Linked DNA regions of Mus musculus: all the other regions are linked to region 1. Evidence: chromatin contacts called from public HiChIP or PLAC-seq and promoter capture Hi-C data. All regions are on one chromosome and are shown on one strand. The core of a region is the stretch at or near the end of the contact, and the rest is flanking DNA. Distances in the headings are between cores, read along the strand shown.

Region 1 (2,903 bases), core at 249-2,748:
AGAGATGGGAAGACAGAGGTGCCAAGATCATCCTTGGCTACAAAGTGAGTGCAGGCTAGCCTGGGCTACAAGTGAGGCCCTATCTCAAAAACAAACAAATAAAGCAGGGCTGGGGAGATGTCTGCTATGCAATCATTGGGACCTGAATTAAGAAACCCAGAAGCTGGGATGTCACCTAGACCTGTAGCCCCATGACCCCTGGGGCCTGCTGCCTGCCAGGCTCACTCTTAGCTTAGTGAGGAGACACTCTGTCACAGAAAGATGGTAGAGTGTGATAAGGCAGACGCCCGATGCTCCCTGGCCCATGTGCCTAGGTGTGTGCACACGAGCACACACACAAACACATACCACATATACACACACACCGCACATATACACACAATACATAATTAAGAACAACAAAGTTCCCCTTTGTTTTGAAAAGGCTTTAAGGAATTCTGCTGACAGGCTACAGGAGCACCAGTGTCTAGAAATGAAAACACAGCTACTTCTGAGATGACAGAGAAAAACAGCCCACAATTGGGTCCTGACCTCTTGGTGTCCTGGGAGGAGTTTGAGACGAGGACAGAAAAATGTCATTCGGTGGGACCTTCAGAGACTGTAATCTACACTCTTAAAAAGTCTTGTATTATTTTTTGTGCATGAGTGTTTTGCCTGCATGTGTATCTGTACACTGTGTGCCTGGTGCCCTTGGAGAACAGAGGAGTGTGTCCGATCCTCGGGAACTGACTGGAGCTATAGACAGGTGTGAGCTACCGTGTGGGTGCTGGGAACCAAACCCGGGGGCTTTTACCCCGAGCCATCTCTGCGGCCCTTCAATCCCTTTTTGAAATAAGTAACAAAAACAATCATAGCTTGGTACTCAGTTTGACGGTGAGCAAAATTAACCCAAAAATATGACTTTATGAAGAAGGAAAATGCGGTAGGATGCCATGAAGGAGATTCCTCATATACAAGAGGGTGGGCAGTGGTGGTACGTGTGTGTGTGTGTGGGGGGGAAGCCTACAGTGTGGGCATGTGTTCTCAAAGAGACTGAAGCACTGGGGTGTCACCCTGGGAGGAAGAGGCATGACCAGAGACCACACTGGGACCAGCTCCTCAGGAATGCTGGGAGGACTAGTGACACCATGGAGCTCTCGATGGCACACGTGTATGCCTGAGGTCTGGGTTTCCTCACAAGCCCCCAGCAGAGCCTGCTGGCTCACCTGGCATCATGGCCACCGTGCCTAAGAGGCTCTGGGTCTCACATGCACACTGGTACCTTCTCCCTTGCCAGCAAGTCAGCTAGGGCCTCAATAGTTCCCATCTTTTAAGTCTAATGCATGCTTGGTGCCATTTCCACCTGAATAGCGTCTCCTTTCCACCAGAGGAGTGGAGAAATGCAAAGCACACCAAAAACCTCCGGGACTGTAGAAATGTCAGGCAACACCCCAGTGTGCTCCATGGGACACAGCCCTGACCAAGGAGCCTTTGGACCCAACTCTAACAGGTGTGGCCACCTGGGTCTCAACTTGTGCAAGGTGCAGGGCATGAAAGAGGTGTGGCAGCTGATGGCCAAGGCAAGAGCAGGGTTAAAGTTGCAAGGTCGCCAGACGAGACCATACAGGGCAGGTACTCCACAGTACCTGGTTTCAGTCACCAAAGCTCAAAATTACGGCTAGATTACATCTGATATTCTCAGGCTCAGGGCTGTGCTGGGGTGACTCTGTGCTGGCCCCCAGCTGCCCCTGCAGGGAGTCCTACCTTATGTCACATGGCTGGGCCCTGTCCACTTCTGCCTCGTAGCCTGGATGTAGGCCGGGCTTCAACCTCTTAAACCCCTATCCATGAAATGAAGATAGCACACACCCAGCCATCCAGGTTGGCTATGGACCCAGTGAGATAACCTTTCCGGTCAGCTGGGTCCAGCTATAAATAAGTTAACTGAAGCAGGAGAGAGCATTCCATGACTCACAGGAGGTAAAAAACAAAGGCCATGCCTCCAACTGGCGATCCCTTTTCCCCTTGCAATTTTCCCGGATACACCTTTCAGCAGAGCTGTAAACCAGTAAACAACTTGAAGGTACTCAACCTGACAAATCCAGAGTCCTCTACAACACAGCTGGCTTGCACAGACTCTTCAAAGACAATGTCTCTCTCTCTCTCACACACACACACACACACACAACACACACACACACACACACACACAGAGAGAGAGAGAGAGAGAGAGAGAGAGAGAGAGAGAGAGAGAGAGAGAGAGAACGGGGGACTGGTCTGAGTCAAAAGCTAAAAAACAAAACCAAATGTACAGCACGGATAGGAAAGAGGCACCAGAGACACTTTCAGAGAAGCAGGAAAATTCACAAAGGATGATGTAATGGACGGTATCGCTGAGTAACAATGTTTCTAGGTGTGATCAAGATCCCAGGTGGGAAGCCCTGGCTCTGAGGAACAGCAAATATGTGGGATGGACCTCCATGATAGAGCGTCACCTGTCAGTCAATTTCACAATGAAGCCTTATGAGTAAATCAGGCCTTGTGGGCAGGCTGTGACTTGTTCCTTGGGTCTACTGGGCCTGGCTTTAGTTTCTTCTGCCCATGGCGGAGAGCAATGGTGTGTAAAGCAGGCTGCAGTGTTCCTAGTCTGCAGGGCAGATATTAAAAATGCTACATGGACCAAACAGTGGGATGACTAGGCAAGTGAGCGCTCAGACCTGTCAGGGAAGCCCAGCTGCTGCAGACAGAGAGGAAGTTGCAGAGTGGGCAACGGCTTGGTAGCTCTGCTGCTCAGCTCAGAACGGAGACTGGCCACCCAGGCTTGCTGGGATGACCCTGAACCCTCAGCTGCTTCCTCTCTGGGGGGGGGGGGGGGGGCAGCACCTGGTCTCCCACTGCTCATCTCTCAGCGCGTAGACAGCCTG
Region 2 (2,903 bases), core at 287-2,786, 210 kb before region 1:
CTGTAATTTATAAATCTATCACAAGTCAGGTGTGCTGGCAAATTCCTGTAATGCTAGCACTTGGGAAGGCTGAATCAGAGGTTTTGCCAGAGGATACCCTGGGCTACATAGTACGACCTAAAGAAACAAAACCAACAACCAAACCCCATCATTTCTCTCCTTTCTACTGCCATCAGTTTTTTGTAAGCTTTTACTACTTTAATCAGTATTCTCTGAACTAGCCTGCTGTCCAATTGCTCTTCGTTACAAACCACTATGGCAAACATTGCTTCACACTACAAATGGGTGTGGGTCTTCAGCCTGCTGTGTAATTTGTTTGTTTGGGTTTGATTTTTGTTGTTTGTTTGTTTTTCAAGACAGGGTTTTTCTATGTAGCCCTGGCTGTCCTGGAACTCACTCTGTAGATCAGGCTGGCCTCAAACTCAGAGATCTGCCTGCCTCTGCCTGTGAAGGAATGAATGCACTGGGATTAAAGGTGTGTACGACCACCCTTTCTTTCCCATGGGGAACAATGGATGAAACCGAGAACCCTGCCTGGGCAATTGTCTAACCACTGAACTTTATTTCCAACCTACAGTGTAACTTCTGTTAGCTCTTTCCTCTGCTCATGCACCGGTCCTTCCCTGCTAGGCTTCCCATCTAGCAGCCCAACTGCCTGAATGTGCACGATGTTCCTGCTCCAGAGAAAGCATGTCTATTCTTCAAACTCTAGATCTCAGGAAACTCTTAGATCGCCCCAGCTGTTGTTTATTCTAAACTTTTCCGGAAGTCTAGAATTCACTTACCATCCAGCACCCTTTAGGGGTCATTATTTCATAGGGCATCTCCTGGAATGTAACTAGTGACAGAGGTATTTCAACTGTATTTCCATCTCCAGTGATGCCTGGCACAAGTGTGTCTTTTTCATTTGCACAGAGGCTGGCAATTTCCATTTATTCTCTGGCCAGGTCTCAAGCAACTGTTACTACTCTGGTTTTTCCTGTTGACCGCCCCATTTTGGATCTGTCTCAGAAGCTCAAAGAAAAAAAACCAAGGGACTCAGCAAGGAAGAAGTCACATTGAGGGCCACACTGTTGACGCAGTAAAGGCGCCGGCCACGGCAGGCACTGACCTGTTCTAGCAGATAGATGAGCTGGTCCCGAGCCAGCCTCTTGAGCATAGAGAAGTCGGGAAGCTCAGGGGCGTCCAGCCGATGGGGAAAAGCCATGGCAGCGGTCACCTGAGCCACCGTGTGAGAGCAGCAGAATTCTCCCTGTTCTGCAAAGGCCGGCGACAGCCCAAGGTGTTACTGCAGGCTGGTACCCCGCTTGCCTGGGCTCTGGATCCCAGGACCCCCAAGGGGCCCTCGCTCCTCTGCCGTACTCGACGGATGAATGACCGACCACCTCCCGGACGGACGGCCACAGGCTCAGGCGACTCTCCTTGGAGACCTATAGTCACTGGTCCCGCCCGAGTCCACTCAGCCTGTCAGCAGGATTCCCAACGACATCCGCACACTCGGCAGCGTGCCGGGGAACCCCGCCTCCTACCCAGAGAAAAGCCACTTCCTAGACATCCCGGAAGTCCGGGTCTCCCAGTTAGCGATTAGAGCACTAGAAGGGGACGGCGGCCGGGAAGGGACATTTGAAAACGGGAGTGAATCTTTTCACAGGTTTACTTTGTGTGAATGTGAGCGGTGTGTGTGTTTGAAACCTAGTCTGCAGAGCACAGTGTGTGTGTGTGTGTGTGTGTGTGTGAGAGAGAGAGAGAGAGAGAGAGAGAGAAACCTAGTCTACAGAGCGCTGATTGCTGGAGTCTCAGCTGTTAATTTAGTCTCCAACTATTCAGTCCTTAGCTTCCTGGTAATAGAAGGTAAGCGAGCAGTGTAAAGAGGAATGAATGTGTTAGACTATGAAAGTTAAGGCTTGCCAGCTGTAACCCTTGGCTATTGGAGTTCGATTTGTTAATGGCCATTATGGAAGAAATGAATAAGCTTGTGGCACAATCATGCTACAAAACAACTGTACAAATTAAAGAGGCAAAATACAGAAGTAGTCAGCTGGTAGTGGTGCACGCCTTTAATCCCAGCCATTGGGAGGCAGAGGAAGGTGAATCTCTAAGTTTGAGGCCAGCCTGTCCTACAGAGTGCGCTCCTGGACTACCAGGACCACACAGAGAAACCCTGTCTAGAAAAACCAAAACAAAAATCAAAAACAAGCAAAAACACAGAAACACATCTATATAGTGTTGTTTACATAGAATTTGTTTATGAAACAAGGTCACAATATGTAGGCCATGCTGTCTATTGCAGATAGGAGCTGACTGGGGAAATCAATAAATGAAATAATGGGAGAAAGGGTGAGGTATAATACTTTGTTGTTTAAAAAAGAAAGAAAACAAAGGCAGTCTGTCATCTTGGTGGGTGTCTGTAAACCCAACCCTTCGAAGCAGAGAGAGGGATCAGGAGTTCTCGGCTACTCTGGTCTCCACAGAAAGTTGAGGGAAGCTGGGGTACAGCTCAGTGAATGAAAGGGTGGAGACTAGAGTTTGGATCCCCAGCACCCACAAACATGCTAAGGGGGTGTGACATCAGCTCAGTAACTTCAGCACTCCAAAGTCAGAGGCTGGGGATCCCTCAGGCAAGCTGTCTAGCTAGACTAACCTAATCACCTGGCTCTGGGTTCATCAGAAAACCCTGACTCAAAAGGTTAGCTGGAGAGCTAGCAAGGACTCCACCCCAACCTCTGGCCAACCCCTTCCCTGCCTCCCCAACTCCCACTCCCTCAAAGCAGAAACTCACCTGGGACAAATGACCCAGCTTCTAAAAATAACTAGCAAAGAGGAAAAGATGTGAGAGGTGAGACTTAAGGTATAGGAAATATATTGAGGCCAGGTATAGTAAAAATTTTGGAATTTTGGTTTTT
Region 3 (2,903 bases), core at 130-2,629, 150 kb before region 1:
AGAAGGCAGCCCCTGACCAGCCTCAGGCATGTCCCAACCGACCAGTGGCTCAGGACCATGCAAACAAACACACTCACAGAGCTGGGAAGCCATGAAGACAGCATGCCAGCCAAGCAATGTGAGGATGACTTCATGTGTGTCTGCGTGTCCCGTGTCTTTACATACCCTCAGCCTGGTTCCAGGAAGAGGTAAGGAAACACAAAGACAAGAAAGTGTTGAGATAGAAGCATTAAAATCACAGGCAGAGAAAAACCAATCTGAAGAAGACATCTAAACCAGAGAGAAAAGAGCGGTCACACAAGCAGGTCACAGGATCTTTACATAGCTATTGGGGTGGGTTGCAAATTTAGTACCAAGACTCCTGGTAGCCACGGAGAAAGGGGAAATGAAAAAACTTGGTTCTCACACTGTTCAAGAACAGGAAACCACACTAGCCCTTTGACGGAAGCTCAGCTTTTTTTTACCACACAGCACAGGGTGCTGAAGCAGCTCTCAGGTGGGGCTTCCCTAGTAAGCCTGCTGAGACACATGAGGTAGAGAGCAGCTCCAGTCACTGGACAACAGGGCCCCCACCGCTGCGCCCCAGAAGCTCTCCTGGGGAGGGATGCGGTGCAGAAGTTTGAGGACATTTGTATAGCTCTGTGGCTGAAGTCTTGACAAACTCCTAAAACCCAGAGTTACACACAGGGCTGCGCTAGAACTTTAAGGAACGGTCCTGCCTGAGGCCAGAGGCAGTTGAAACCTCTCTTTAAACCACCAAGAGCCTTTTCTCAAACTCAACTCCTGCAGCTCCAGAGACTTCCAACCCTTAGTACTTCGATAAATTGGGGGGCCAAGGAAAGTTCCAGCACCAATGCCAACCTCCCTAAACATCACCCGGACTCCAGGCCCTCCCAAGAGATTCTGAAACTGCTGGTCTGAGCCTCTTGACCAGCTCCCAGTGACTTAGGAGGAGGTAGCCCAAGGACTACACTCTGAGAAGCTCCAGGAGGCCCTTCTGTATGACACCCACTGAATTCACTGTGGCTTCCTGTGTGTATCACAGGGATAAGACAAAAAGTGAGGCTCACGAAGACTCTGGGAGATCAAGACACACAGCTCCTGCACCCCTTTATCTCTTGCACCCCTCAAGGTTTTCTGGAAGCACAGGCTGCCTTTGGTTTGCCAGAGCTTATCTGCCTGCACCGGAGGGCATTTCCACCTGGGTGGGACCTACAGCTCTAAGCGGGAAGCCACCCTTGGGTTCTGTCCAGAAACAGAAATGCCAAGAGTCCGAGATAAGCACAAGTCCCAGGTGGCAGCTCAACACCCCCTCCACTTCAGCCTGGGTGGATGGCAAGCTGCCCAGGGTCCCTCAGACAAAGTCAAGCCAGGCTGGAGGGGAAGCCCAGGGGCCAGCGGCTCAGGACTCTCCATATCTGCTGGAAACACACCGAACAGAATGACCAAGGGAAGGGAAGTGGACTATGCCTTGAACTGAGCACAGTCCCTTCACAGCATGCCCTCTCATGCTGGGACCGCCCTCCATCCCTGCCCTCAGCCCGCCTCCCTTCTACCCTGGGCCTCAAACTTAAGAGTCATGGTGCGCTGCTGATGAACCCGGCTGTGGACCTCACTATTCCCCACTGGTTATCTCACAGGACAGACTGAGAACATATACAGGAGTCAAAGACCTGGTTCAAACCCAGCCTCTGCCACTCATAAGGACAAGCCACTTAACCTCTCAGAGCCCCACTTTCCTTATCTGCAAAATGGGGACAATAATAGCCCTCTGCCTCATAGAGTTGTTATGAGAAGAAACGAGATTACGTATGTAAATAATAATGTACATAATAACCCACACTTACTGAGAGCTTTACTCAAAACAACCTTACACACGTTTCCCCTGCGCTGGCATGGTGCCTGGCACACGATCAACACTCGAGTAGCTCAAAAACAAAATCCAAAAGCCCTGCAGGAAAATCCAGCCGGGCAAGCCGCAGAGGGCAGGGCAGGGGGTGCGGCCTCCCTTCTGAGAGCTTACAGCATCAGCCCATTCCACCTGAGCCCGAGTGTGCCCACAAGGGTCTTGTGATCAGATCAGCTAGAAACAGACCGTGTGCTACAAGCACGAATTGGGTGCTGTGACCGCCCAAGCTCCCACGTGTCTGGGGGCCACCTCAACAAAGTGGCTGTGTAGACGTCTGTGTAGAGGGCCCTGCCCGAGCCTGCCCATGTCTGTGTGTCTGTGTGCCTATGCGCACGGAACCTTGAGGCCTGTCCAGGCTTGTGCAGGAGTGCCTGGTGCTCTTTGTGCAGAGGTGACTGGAGAGGTGGAGGTGTGTGTGTGTTCTCTGTTGTGCTACAGAGCATGTTCCACCTGGTCGCCTGGCTGTGAATACGGCTCAGGTATTCTCCCTGTTTCCCTATGCGGGGCTTAACCCTAACTAGAAACCCTGGCTGCTGTCCCAATCAGGATTGAACCTTTCTAGGGGGCCCCAGGCATCTTAAGCTAGTGGCTGCCCAGGAGCTGGGGCTCCCCCAAGGGCCTCTGCTCCCCATGAGTTCTCCATCCTTCAAGAAAGTAGGATAGAGCTATCAGTCTAGGGCAGACACCTGCAGGATCCCACACCCCAACCTAGCAGGAAGTGATGCGGGAATTCCTCAGCCCCCAGCCTCACAGAGACTCTCCCTCTCCCTGTGACTCAGCCGGAAGCTTGGAACTTTCTGGGTTAAAACAGGAATAGGGATCAGCCCCACCCTAGGCAGTGCTGACTCAAGAGTCCCACCCCACTTTGCTCTGCTCTGTGACTCCTGAGCCACCAGTGAGACGCTGACCTGGCCCTAGCTTCTTGTCCTCCACAGGCCCCAGCAGGATAAGGCCAGAAAACCCCAGCTTCCCTGCAGAGTCAGAGCAAGGTTTG

What was found. Promoter capture Hi-C pulls out the DNA fragments that hold promoters and counts their contacts. HiChIP or PLAC-seq counts read pairs in DNA pulled down with a chosen protein or histone mark.
Region 2: a contact with region 1 is called in a promoter capture Hi-C map of pre-B cells. The contact joins the promoter of Vps33b here to the enhancer-like site in region 1. A contact is called at or near these places in 2 of 39 promoter capture datasets (liver and pre-B cells), 1 of 15 datasets of contacts at CTCF or cohesin (the NIH/3T3 cell line), 3 of 115 datasets of contacts at active chromatin or transcription factors (bone marrow-derived macrophages, microglia and pancreatic cancer cells) and 2 of 9 other capture datasets (adipose tissue and liver).
Region 3: a contact with region 1 is called in a FOXA1 HiChIP or PLAC-seq map of pancreatic cancer cells. The contact joins two enhancer-like sites.

What each region holds. Positions count from the first base shown.
Region 1 is chr7:80,059,181-80,062,083 of GRCm38.p6, reverse strand. The region is part of intron 1 of Zfp710 (zinc finger protein 710); the gene reads right to left. Among named protein-coding and RNA genes, the nearest start is that of Gm51449, 4.3 kb to the right of the region's middle. Within about 2 kb of position 1,498, at least 108 of the 459 cell types and tissues checked have an H3K27ac peak or open chromatin away from gene starts, as enhancers often do. A contact at or near this core is called in adipose tissue, bone marrow-derived macrophages, microglia and 2 more, where this site is marked.
Region 2 is chr7:80,268,288-80,271,190 of GRCm38.p6, reverse strand. Vps33b (vacuolar protein sorting 33B) reads right to left here and starts at 1,536. Exons shown (of 23, transcript NM_178070.4): 1 at 1,112-1,536. The coding sequence starts at 1,207.
Region 3 is chr7:80,207,462-80,210,364 of GRCm38.p6, reverse strand. The region is part of intron 1 of Sema4b (sema domain, immunoglobulin domain (Ig), transmembrane domain (TM) and short cytoplasmic domain, (semaphorin) 4B); the gene reads right to left. Among named protein-coding and RNA genes, the nearest start is that of Sema4b, 10 kb to the right of the region's middle. Within about 2 kb of position 1,379, at least 237 of the 459 cell types and tissues checked have an H3K27ac peak or open chromatin away from gene starts, as enhancers often do. A contact at or near this core is called in pancreatic cancer cells, where this site is marked.